2 separate regions of the Mus musculus genome follow, and region 2 is linked to region 1. A link is a contact called in public HiChIP or PLAC-seq data. All regions are on one chromosome and are shown on one strand. Each heading gives the region's core, a stretch centred on a gene start, on an enhancer-like site or on the middle of the called end of the contact. The rest is flanking DNA. Distances are from core to core; before and after follow the strand shown.

Region 1 (6,600 bases), core at 1,492-3,991:
AGGTTGTTAGACTTGGTAGCAAGCACCTTTATCCACTGAGCCGTCTCATTGGCCCAAGAACCTAGTGTTTTGGGGGTTTGTTCTTACTGGTATTTGTTTGTTTATCTTTTTATTCATTCATTCATTTGTGTTGGGGGCACACATGTGGGTATGGAGATCAAAAGACCATTTGTGGGAATTGGTTCTCTCTTTCTCTCTCTCTCTTTCTTTTGTTTTTGTTTTTGTTTTTGGTTTTTTGAGACAGGGTTTCTCTGTATAGCCCTGGTTGTTCTGGAACTCACTTTGTAGACCAGGCTGGCCTCGAACTCTGAAATCCACCTGCCTCTGCTTCCCGAGTGCTGGGATTAAAGGTGTGCACCATCATGCCCGGCTTGGTATCCTAGGTCTTAAAGTCAGATGTGAAGCTTGGCAACAAGCATCTTTACCTGTGGAGTCCTCCTGACAAACCTGAAATCCAAGTCTTTGTAAGTGCAAAAAGTGGGCCTTACTACGTAGCTCTGGCTGGCCAATCTCAAACTCACAGAGATCCACTTGCCTCTTCTTCCTGAGTGCTGGGATTAAAGGCGTGCATCACCATGCCTGTCTGTATTCAGCTTTTATTTTCCTCACCAAAGAGAACATGTGTGTTTCCGTCTGGTCACTTACATTTAATATCGCCTACCATGTATAACAACAGGGCTGAATAACACTCCTTCTTTTCCCTTTCCTTTCAGGCTGTGGTCTGCTGAGAGACCCTTCTGTCTCTGCCTCTCAGGTGCTGGCATCCTTTCTCTAGTCCTTCTATTCTTAGTGTGTGAGTGGGTACGAGGGTGGACAGGAAACCTATGCACAAAGGTCAAAGTGAGTGTCCTGCTCTGTCCTCTCCACCTTAGCTAGTTTGTTTTTGTTTTTTGAGGCAATGTTTCTCTGTCCTGGAACTGCTCTGTAGACCAGGCTGGCCTTGAACTCACATCCTCCAGAGTGCCAGGATTAAAGGCATGCATCACCATTGCCCACTTTTTTTTCTACCTTAGTTTATGAAACCCAGGGTCTCTCAGTGAGTCTAGAGTTCTTGGATTCAGCCAGGCTGGCTGGCCAGTGAATCTGAGGGTCTTGGTTTGGCTTCCAGGTTGACTGGCCAGCTTCCCCAATGTTGGGACTACAAGCATTGCCACTGTGACTGGCCTTAGGGTTTACTATGTAGCCCAGGCTGGCCTCTTTTTTTTTTTTTTTAAGAAGCCATGCAGCATCTTTCCCCCTTTGTTCTATTTATTAAGTATACATCCAGGGGGCTAGAGAGATGGCTCATGGTTAAGAGCACTGACTGCTCTTCCGAAGATTCTGAGTTCAAATTCCAGCAACCACATGGTGGCTCACAACCACTTGTAATGAGATCTGATGCCCTCTTTTGCTGTGTCTGAAGACAGCTACAGTGTACTTAAGATATAATAATAAATAAATATTTTTAAAAAAAAATATACATCCAGTCTGCCTGCATGTATGCTTGCAAGCCAGAAGAGGGCACCAGATCTCATTATAGATGGCTATGAGCCACCATACAGTTAGTAGGAACTGAACTAAGGACTTTTGGAAGAACAGCCAGCTCACTCACACTCTCACACATTCTCTCTCTCTCTCCCTCTCCCTCTCCCTCTCCCTCTCCCTCTCCCTCTCCCTCTCCCTCTCCCTCTCTCTCTCTCTCTCTCTCTCTCTCCCTCTCTCTCTCCCTCTCCCTCTCTCTCTCTCCCTCTCTCTCTCTCTTTCAAGACATGGTTTCTCTGTGTAGCCCTGGCTGTCCTGGAACTCACTCTGTAGACCAGGCTGGCCTCCAACTCAGAAATCTCCCTGCCTCTGCCTCCCAAGAGCTGGGATTAAATGTGTGCACCACCACTGCCTGGCAGCAGCCAGTTCTCTTAGCCTCTGAGCCATCTGTCCAGCCTCCAGGCTGGGGCTCTTGATTATATTGCTCCTGTATTACCCTCTGGCATAACAGAGACTATGGGCCTCTAGAACCACACCCAATGTGCACATTTTCTTTATCCCTTCATCTGTCAAAGGACACCTCAGTTAACTCCACTTATTGGCTGGGATAAATATGAAAGGAACCTGGGAAAAGAGCTCAGTTGGTACAGTGCTTGTGGTTCAGTTGATCTAGTGCATATAACTTAGTTGGTGTAGTGCTTATAGCTCTTTTGACATGGTGCTTATCACTCAGTTGTCACAGTGTTTGTAGTTCAGTTGCTAGAGTGCTTGCCTAGCATGCGTGAAGCTCTGGGTTCAGTGCCCAGCACTGCATTAATTGGGTGTGTTGATACAGACTTGTTAATTCCAGAGGCAGAAGAAAAATGACCAGCCTTGGCTCTACATAGTGAATTACAGGCTAGTTTGATCACATGAGACCCTTTCTCAAAAAAAAAAAAAAAAAAAAAAATCGAGAGCTGAGCTCAGTGAGTAAGGCACTTGCTACACAAGCCTGACAGCCTGACTTCATCAGAACTCACGTAAACATGGAGACGACCACCCTCACAACGCTGTCTTCTGAATCCCTTAATATGTACGTGCTTCTCTCACATCATGCAAGCATATAATAATGTAAAATGTATTTTAGGATGAGCAATAAAGACAGACAGACGTGGACGTTTAGAGATCTCCTTGACACAGCAAATTAATATGCGTTGCTCACGTACCCCAGTGTGGGATAGCAAAGTCATATGTCCGTTTTATTTTTAGTGTTTTGAGGAACCTTCTTTCTGTTTTCCATATATATAAACCCTGCTCATTTTCATTTTCCCCAGTGGTGAGTTCCCCTTTCTCTGCATCCTTAGCTACTCCCCCCGACTCTGGCCTCGTCTCCTACAGTCCCTTTATTGAACAGTGATGCCTTCCTCTTGTGGGTTTGATTTGTATCTGATTGTTCACTTACTTTGTGGTTTTTATTTCATTTTAATGTATTTTTAGGTTTTTGCATTGCTTTCCTTCCTGTGTAGACCAGGCCGGTCTCAAACTCACAGAGATCTTCCTGCCTCTGCCTCTTGAGTGCTAGGATTAAAGGTGTGTCTCACCACACCTGGCCATTTTTATTTATTAATTATGTGTGTAAGTGTGGTTCTTTATACACAGGAGTATAGTGAGCACAGAGCTCAGAAGAGGGCAAAGGAGCTCCAGGCACTGGGGTTATAGATGGATGTGAGCCACCTACTGTGGGGCCTGGGAACTTAACTTGGATCCAAAGAACTCTGAAAGAGCAGCAAGCAGTCTTTCTTACTCCTTGAGCCTCTCTCTTCGGCCCCAATATTTTGTGATTCAAAAGTTTTTTTTAGGAGCTAGAGAAATGAGTCAGCTGTTGAGAACACTGGCTGTTCTTCTAGAGGACCAGGATTCAGTTCCCAGAACCTACATGGTGGCTCACAATCATCTGTAGTTCTAGATCCGGAGAATAGGACATCCTCTTCTGACATACAGGGACCTCATGAATATAGTACATAGACATACATGCAGGCAAAACACTCACGCACGTGAAAGAAAACAAATCTAATTTTTGCCGGGCAGCGGTGGTGCATGCCTTTAATCCCAGCACTTTGGGAGACAGACAAAGGCGGATTTCTGAGTTCGAGGCCAGCCTGGTCTACAGAGGGAGTTCCAGGACAGCCAGGGCTACACAGAGAAACCCTGTCTCGAAAAACAAAAAGAAAACAAGGAAAAACAAAACAACCCCAAATTTTTGTATATATAATTTATTTCTATTTTATGTGTTTTGCCTACTTATATGTCTGTGTGAGGGTGTCAGATCTCATGAAACTGGAGTCACAGATAGTTGTGGGCTACCACGTTTGGTGCTGGGAATTAAACCTGGGTCCTTTGGAAGATCAGCCAATGCTCTTAACCTCTGAGTCAGCTCTCCAGCCCCCTAAAATGTTTTCGTTTGTGTTTTCTTCTTTTTTTTAAAGATTTTATTTATTATTTATTTTATATGTAAGTACACTGTAGCTGTCTTCAGACACACCAGGAGAGGGAGTCAGATGTCATTATGGATGGTTGTAAGCCAACATGTGGTTGCTGGGATTTGAACTCAGAACCTTCGGAAGAGCAGTCAGTGCTCTTAACTGCTGAGCCATCTCTCCAGCCCCTCGTTTGTGTTTTCAAGACAGGGTTTCTCTGTATAGCCCTGGCTACCTGGAACTCCCTCTGTAGACCAGGCTGGTCTGGAACCCCTGGGTCTTCCTCACAAGTGCTGCAACTAAAGGTGCTAGCCGCTACTGCCTAGCTCTTAAAAATAATATTCTTTTTCTTTCTTTCTTCTTTTTGTTTTGTTTGTTTTGTTTTTCAAGACAGGGTTTCTCTCTATAGCTCTGGCTGTCCTGGAACTCACTCTGTAGACCAGGCTGGCCTCGAACTCAGAAATCCACCTGCCTCTGCCTCCCAAGTGCTAGGATTAAAGGCATGCACCACTACAGCTAAAAATAATTTTCCAAAAAAAAAAAAAAGCTTTTTAACGCTTCATTTTATGTAATTTCACTGGTCTTGTCTGTTTCTCTCCCATTCTTCATGTGTATGTACTACATGTTTGGGCAGGGTCTTGTTTAGCTCAGGTTGGTCTTGAACTCCAAATTCTCCTGCCTCTACTTCCCTAGTGCTGGGCTTACAAGTGTGCACTAGCATGCCTTATTCACACATCTGTCAAAGAACACTGCACAAATACAAAAGGACCTGCAGGTGGTAGTACCAGCCTGTGGCCCCATCACTGAGGAGACAGAGGACTGCCTTAGGTTTGAGCCAGCCTGGCATAGTTAATGAGTAGTCTGTCAGCCTGAGCTGCAGTGTGAGAGCCTGTCTCACAAAACAGAAATGAGGGCAGGGTAAGATGGTTCAGCAGGTACCAGTGCCAAGTCTGTCGACCTGTATTCAATCCCTCAGACTCACGTGGTGGAAAGGACAAAACCAGCTCTTGCAGGTTGTCCTCTGACCTCCACGTGTGTGCACTGTGGCATGCCCAGTGTGCCCCCATACATTAACAAATACAGGGCAGACACAAAGTATAAAGAACAGGAGTCCAGCTGGGTGTGGTGGCGCTGCCTTTAATCCCAGCACCCGGGAGGCAGAGGCAGGCAGAGTTCTGAGTTCGAGGCCAGCCTGGTCTACAAAGTGAGTTCCAGGACAGCCAGGGCTATACAGAGAAACCCTTTCTCGAAAAACCAAACCAAACCAAACCAAAACAAAACAGAACAGGAGTCCAGCATACACAGGGCCCTAGGCCAGGGTCCAGCCCAGCACTACTGAGGGAATGAAAACTCTGTCTCTTGGACAGTGTGCTCTGGCTACCACAAAGAACCACAAGTCTCTTTCCCAACTGCTGTAGGAAATATCTGTGTGGTTGAGCAGGTATGTGTAGCTTCAGGCACACAAGGTGTGCATCTGTGTCTGTTCATAGAGGCCGGAGATTGCCCTACACTGTCTCCCTCAGTCACTTTCAGCTTACTTATTTTTGAGACAGAGTCTCACATAGAGCCCAGGCTGGCCACGAACTCACTATGTAGACCAGGCTGGCCTGGAACTAAGAAATCTTCTTGCCTCTGCCTCTTCAGTGCTGGGGTTAAGGGTGTGGCACCAAACCCAGCTTTGGTCTTGCTTGTGTGGCTAGTACCTTACCCATTGTGCCTTCTCTTGCATCCCTAGTTTGTGAAAAATTAAAGACATTACCATATGTTTCACAAGTAGGCACTCTTATACTTAACATAATACATGTGTATATATGAACCTTACAGTTTTATTACATTTACTTATGTGTGCAGATATGCAGGCCATAGCACACATGTGAGGTCAGAGGTCACCTGTGGGAGTTGATTCTCAGGCTCATTAAGCTTGTGGCAAGCCCTTTCTGTTCTTTTATTTTGAGACATGGTCTCATGTGGCCTACACTGGCCTTTTTTTTTTTTTTTTTTCTTCATTTTTTATTAGGTATTTAGCTCATTTACATTTCCAATGCTATACCAAAAGTCCCCCATACCCACCCACCCCCATACACTGGCCTTAATAAAGGCCTCACCTCATCCTCCTGCCTCTACCTCCCCATTTCTGGGTTCACAGGTTCATTTGGTTGTTGTTGGCTTTTGTTTTTTTTTTTTTTTTAAATGGGATCAAGTTGATCCAGGTTGGCCTTGAACTCATAGGAATCCTCCTATATCAGCTTCCTATATTCTGGGATGACAGACTAGCACCACCACTCCCAGTTCCCATTTGATGTTTCCCAGGCAGATTGGCATGTTTGCCTGTGCTGGGGAAATCTTGCTTTCATGTCCCGCAGAGGAATGTCAAGTAGTCATTTAATGACTTACCTGCCACCTGATGTGTCCTGCAGGGAATGGGGTGAGGGGTCAGTGTAGTCTGGGGCTCTTCAAAGATCTCCTGCCTGGGGACAGGGCTGCAGGGAGCCTTCCCTGGGTCACAGTTGACAGCCCAGGTAAGGACCTGTGTGAGGACTCCTCTCCTGTCCCTGGCAACACTGGGGAGGGACCCTAGCTGCTTCAGCTCCATTCCCAGACCTCCCACCTGCTGTCCATCATGAGGACTTTGACCTGAAGATAAAATGTATGCCTGGCTGGGGGAAGAAGCACAGCTGTGGAA
Region 2 (6,031 bases), core at 2,232-4,731, 240 kb before region 1:
GCGCGTGGGGCCGTGCACGCGGTGGGGGGAAGCGCGTGCCCTTCTCCAAGCGCGCACCCCGCCGCCGAGCCCGTGAGCCCTCGTAGGGTGGTGGCCGCGGCGAGTAGAGGTAGGGGTCGCCCGCGGCCGGCGCCCCGGGACTCTTATTGTGACAGGGTGGCGCGCTGTGCTTAGTCACCGTGACCCGCGCGGCGGAGGCGGAGGCAGAGCGCGGCCATGGCGGGGTGAGTGAGCCGCTCCAGGCCGCGGCCCGGGACCAGGCCCTGCGGGCTCTCCCGGCGTCAGGGCTGCGCCTCCGAGCGGTGGGGAGGCCGCTGGAGCAGGCGCCGGGTACCGGGCGGCCGCTGCACAGCCCCCTGCGCAATGCCAGGCCCGAGCTCCGGCAGTGTGGTCACGCGTGACAGTCGCTCACTAGCTGGGGCCCCTGGAGCATTTCATCCCCCCCCTCCCCACGGTGATCTAATAGACAAAACACGCGGAGTCGCGACTCCAGGCTGAGCCCAGAACCTGGGGAGCCAGACGCAGACCCTCTCTTGTCTCCCCACATCTTCTTTGAAAGCATAATTCCTCCCCTGGCCCCAGGTCTCCAAGGGTCTCCTGAATCCCTCCCCGTGGGTGTTCCAGATGCTGCACACTCTCTTGCCCCAGGAGCTTGGTGTTCGCTTAGTGTTTCCTATACAGACCTTGCTTTATTTTTAGGCCTTTTCTGTCTTCTCGCTGTGTCTCTGGAGCTCAGAGCAGTCCCAAATACATAAATGGCAGGCTCTGTAAATGTTGGTGTGGTGTTGAAAGGAATCTGACATGTTGGACGAAGGCAAGGGGAGGGAAGGATGGCTGGAACAGTGAAGAGGTTGGAAAGCGGGTGTGGAGTTTTACAGGCCATTGACGATTTGGGGTTTCCATTCTTGGGCTCGGTGAAAGGTGTTGGGTGATTCTGAGCAGGAAAAGGAACATGATATGCCCTGAAGGCCCGCGAGTTGAGAAGTTAGTTTGAATGGAGCCGGCTGTGTCCAGTTTACTTGGCTTGGCAAAATCTGCACTTAGATATCATTGCTTAGTCTTGCAAAAAAAGAAGCCTGGCTGGACATGGTGGCACATACTGTAATCCCAGCACTCGGGAGGAGCCAGCTTTGGTTGCATAGTGAGTTGGAAGCCAGCCTAGGCTATGTAAGACCCTGTCTCAAATAAAATAAAATAAAGTGGCAGGGTCTGGTCTAACCCAGCCTCTGTTCCCAGCGCTGTGCTCTTCCCTCCCTCCAGGCCCCTAACGGCTAGCAGAGGAACTGTGTCTTGTCATCAGGAACCCCATGCAGCCCGAACCCAAGCTTAGCGGGGCTCCCCGCAGCAGCCAGTTCCTGCCCCTGTGGTCAAAGTGCCCCGAGGGGGCCGGGGACGCAGTGATGTATGCCTCCACGGAGTGCAAGGCAGAGGTGACGCCCTCGCAGGACGGTAACCGAACCTTCAGCTACACACTAGAGGATCACACCAAGCAGGCTTTTGGCGTCATGAACGAGCTTCGCCTGAGCCAGCAACTCTGTGACGTGACCCTGCAGGTCAAATATGAGGACATCCCAGCTGCCCAATTCATGGCTCACAAAGTGGTGCTGGCCTCCTCCAGCCCAGTCTTTAAAGCCATGTTCACCAACGGGCTTCGGGAGCAGGGCATGGAGGTGGTGTCCATCGAAGGCATCCACCCTAAGGTCATGGAAAGGCTTATTGAGTTCGCCTACACGGCCTCCATCTCCGTGGGCGAGAAGTGTGTCCTGCACGTGATGAACGGGGCGGTCATGTACCAGATTGACAGCGTGGTTCGAGCCTGCAGCGACTTCCTCGTGCAGCAGCTGGACCCCAGCAACGCCATTGGCATCGCCAACTTCGCGGAGCAGATCGGCTGCACTGAACTGCACCAGCGTGCCCGGGAGTATATCTACATGCACTTCGGGGAGGTGAGTGAAGCCGGGCTTTGGGCTCAGAAGTGGGATAGGCCAGCGTGGCGTTCTCCCCTGCGACAGGCTGGAGGAAAACTGTTGGGTGTTTTCTTTTTCCTTCCTTCTTTTCTCCCATAGGGTCTCATGTAGTCCAGGCTGGCCCTAATCTGGTTGGGTATCTGAGGATGACTTTAAATTCCTGATTCCTGTCTCAGTCTGTCGAGTACTGTAGTTACAGACGTTCGCCCTCCCAATACTTAATAGAATGGAGGCCAGCAGTGCCCCGGAACTTGATTTTACTTTTGTTTTTAAATCTTTTTTAAAAAATTATTTGCCTTTAGTTTCTGTGGATTGGCGTTTTGTCTGAATGTTTGTCTGTGTGTGAGGTGTCAGACCTTGGAGTTACAGACAGTTGTGAGCTGCCATGTGGGTGCTGGGATTTGAACTCGAGTCTTCTGGAAGAGGCCAGTAGTACCCTCAACTGTGAGCACCTGTGGTCTTATTTTTTGACAGTATTCTTCTTCTTCTTCTTCTTCTTCTTCTTCTTATTATTATTATTATTATTATTTTGGTTTTGGTTTTTCAAGGCAGGATTTCTCTGTGTAGCCCTGGCTGTCCTGGAACTCACTCCGTAGACCAGGCTGGCCTCGAACTCAGAAATTAGCCTGCCTCTGCCTCCCAAGTGCTGGGATGAAAGGCGTGCGCCACCACACCTGGCTTGACAGTCTTCTTTAGCTGAAGCTTTTTTGTTTTATTTATTTTTGTTTTTCAGGACAGGGTAACAGTCCTGTCTGTCATGGACCTCAATGTGTAGACCAGCCTGGCCTTGAACTAACAGAGATCTTCCTGCCTTTGGGAGTAAAGGCCGCATGTGCCACCACACCTGGCTATTGAAGTTGCTTTTTGTTTTGTTTTGTTTTAAGTCCTGTCTTTGCTGTCACTTTCTGAGTGCTGAGTAACACCAAACTCTGAAGAAGTTAAAAAAAAAAAAAAGATTATATTTATTTGTGTGTGTATACATGTACTGATCTTGTGTGCAAGTCGGAGGACAAATTGCAGGAGGTGGCTCTCGCTACCTTATATACGTTTCTAGGTTAAACTCAGGTAGGCCTGGCAGAAAAGTGCCTTTACCCACAAAGCCACATTGCTGGCCCAAAAACTCAGATTCTGAGCCCCTAATCCAAATACAGAGAGCCCTTAGGAATAGGTAAAGATGTGCCCTCCCAGTGCCTCAGCAGCCTGATCTCCCTGGGGTTAAAAGTTGTGATGGCCAGCCTGAGCTACACAGCGAGACTCTGTCTAAAAAAAGTGGTGTGTGTGTGTGTGTGTGTGGTGGTGGTGGCGGCACTCAGGAGGCAGAGGCAGAGGCAGGCAGATCTCTGAGTTCATGGCTAGCCTGATCTACCAAGGGAATTCCAAGATAGCCAGGGCTACAGAGAGAAACCCTGTCTTGATCTCCTCCAGAGCAGGGCAAAGTGTGATGAGCAGGCAGGCACCAGCACCCGCCAGCCTCACCCATGCAGGCTCCAGCTTTGCTTGGCTTTCCCTGGGTTCACTTGGTATTGCTTTCATTTTCGTTTCTCAGTGCAGGAAGTCTGCAAGAGAAAGTAATGGGACAGTGCTGGGGAAAGCCTTGCTCTTGGGTGGCAGTGACTAGAAAAGTCCCCTGGACACGACTGCATTCTGAATATCACCAACTCTGAAGTGCACCCAAGGCTTTTGAACACCATGTGCCGTCCACACCTGACCTCACCAGATGGGTGGCAGTGACCGCACAGGCACACTGTGCATAGGGCATACCATCTTCAGAGGGCCCATGTGCTGCTGGATTGCTAGGACACTTTCCCAGCATGCGTGAAGCCCTGGGTTCCATGCCCACCTCACATAAACCAAGTGTGGCTGTGCACACCTTTAATCCCAGCACTGGGTAGGCAAAGGCAGGCAGATCTGTGAGGCCAGCCTGCTCTACATAAAGTTCCAGGCCAGTTACACACAGACAAACACACACACACACACATACACACACACAGAGAGAGAGCCTTGAAGCTGTGTAAGGTCAATATGGACCAGCATAAAAGTAGTTTGTTTATTTATTTAGATTTTTGAGATAGCAGGTTGTCATGGCCCTTGGCTTTTGTCTGAAACTCAAGATTCTCACATGTCAGGTTCCCAAGTGCTGAGACTTGACATGGGCCTTGATGGCTCGAGTGAAGTTGTTTATACCATACTCTTATTCCTTAGGTGTCTCATCATTTGTGTAAAATATTCCTACATCTGAAAAAAAACAAGTGCCAAGCTGTAAACTGCCAGTCATTTTATGTTTTATTTTTATTAATCTAAAAATTGTATTGTATTGTATTGATTTAGGGGGCAATGTGTGTGCCACAGTTCATGTGGAGGTCAGAAGACAACTTGCAGGAGTTGATTCTTCCAGCATATGAGTCCTGGGGTTAAATAAACAAACAAACAAATAAACAAATTAAGAACCCAGTGCCTTTCTGAGCTAGTAAAGGCACTCACTGCCAAGCCAGAAGACCAGTCCCAGGAAGGTGAGACCCCCCCCCCATCAGACATGAGTACATTCACACACATACACAATAAGCCAATAAGTAAATGTAATTAAAAACTATGTAGAACAGGTGGCCTGGAACTCACAGACATCTTCCTCTCCCTTCCAAGTGAATATTAGTCCAATGCTGGGATTAAAGGCCAGACTAGGTTCAATTGTTTATTTTGATATAAGATCTTACTATGTTGTCCTAGCTGGTCTGGAACTGGCTTATGGGGACCAATCTGGCCTTGAATTCAGACATCCTCTTGCCTCTGCCTCCCCTGATATGGGGGATTATAGGAGTGTGCCACTACACCTAGCTATATATATATTTTTTTAAAAAAATTAAAACTAAAATCAATACAGGAGCCTAAAGAGTCCACAGTGTGTGGCCTGTGTGACCCCCGGTGTATGGGTGCTCGGCCTGGATGGAGGGCTTCCCTTCTCACCTGAGCTCCCTGCAGGTGGCCAAGCAGGAGGAGTTCTTCAACCTGTCACACTGCCAGCTGGCCACGCTCATCAGCCGGGATGATCTGAACGTACGCTGCGAGTCCGAGGTGTTCCACGCGTGCATCGACTGGGTCAAATACGACTGCCCGCAGCGGCGCTTCTACGTGCAGGCACTGCTGCGGGCCGTGCGCTGCCATGCGCTCACGCCGCGCTTCCTGCAGACGCAGCTGCAGAAGTGTGAGATCCTGCAGGCCGACGCGCGCTGCAAGGACTACCTGGTGCAGATATTCCAGGAGCTCACGCTGCACAAGCCCACGCAGGCAGTGCCCTGCCGCGCGCCCAAAGTGGGCCGCCTCATCTACACAGCGGGCGGTTACTTCCGACAGTCGCTCAGCTACCTGGAGGCCTACAACCCGAGCAATGGCTCCTGGCTGCGCCTGGCCGATCTACAGGTGCCGCGCAGTGGGCTGGCAGGCTGCGTGGTGGGTGGGCTGCTATACGCTGTGGGCGGCCGCAACAACTCTCCGGATGGCAACACTGACTCCAGCGCCCTGGACTGCTACAACCCCATGACCAACCAGTGGTCGCCCTGTGCCTCTATGAGCGTGCCACGCAACCGCATCGGGGTGGGGGTCATAGATGGCCACATCTACGCAGTCGGGGGTTCCCACGGCTGCATCCACCACAGCAGCGTGGAGAGGTGAGCACCGGGGGCCCAAAGAGACGGTACCTGTTCTTGTCCCTGCCTTCATATGAGGTTGAGCGGCTGGGATGTTCATTCTCAGTGTCCAGAGTTGGGAAGTACTGGAGGGGGCTGTCCCAAACCTACAGGAACCACCGCTGCACACTGGGGGTAGTAGGAATTACTCTAATACGTGAATTATATTGTGCAATTTATAATTACTTTAAAAGGTATCATCTGAACGGGGATGTAGTTCAGTGGTAGTGCTCTGGTATCTTTCTTTTTAAAAAGATTTTATTTATGTGTATAAGTACACTGTAGCAGTCTTCAGACACACCAGAAGAGGGCGGCAGATCTCATTATGGGTGGTTGTGAGCCACCATGTGTTTGCTGGGATTTGAACTCAGGACCTTCCGTTGG

What was found. HiChIP or PLAC-seq counts read pairs in DNA pulled down with a chosen protein or histone mark.
Region 2: a contact with region 1 is called in an H3K4me3 HiChIP or PLAC-seq map of bone marrow-derived macrophages, with 4 times the contacts expected there. The contact joins two enhancer-like sites. A contact is called at or near these places in 1 of 15 datasets of contacts at CTCF or cohesin (large pre-B cells), 1 of 484 Hi-C or Micro-C datasets (pro-B cells), 6 of 115 datasets of contacts at active chromatin or transcription factors (bone marrow-derived dendritic cells, bone marrow-derived macrophages, embryonic stem cells and 1 more) and 1 of 9 other capture datasets (adipose tissue).

Annotation. Positions count from the first base shown.
Region 1 is chr9:20,993,447-21,000,046 of GRCm38.p6, reverse strand. No RefSeq gene overlaps it. Among named protein-coding and RNA genes, the nearest start is that of Mrpl4, 6.0 kb to the left of the region's middle. Within about 2 kb of position 2,741, at least 27 of the 459 cell types and tissues checked have an H3K27ac peak or open chromatin away from gene starts, as enhancers often do. A contact at or near this core is called in bone marrow-derived dendritic cells and bone marrow-derived macrophages, where this site is marked.
Region 2 is chr9:21,232,986-21,239,016 of GRCm38.p6, reverse strand. Keap1 (kelch-like ECH-associated protein 1) reads left to right here. Exons shown (of 5, transcript NM_016679.4): 1 at 1-1,946; 2 at 4,944-5,629. The coding sequence starts at 1,308. Among named protein-coding and RNA genes, the nearest start is that of Keap1, 3.3 kb to the left of the region's middle. Within about 2 kb of position 3,481, at least 64 of the 459 cell types and tissues checked have an H3K27ac peak or open chromatin away from gene starts, as enhancers often do. A contact at or near this core is called in bone marrow-derived dendritic cells and bone marrow-derived macrophages, where this site is marked.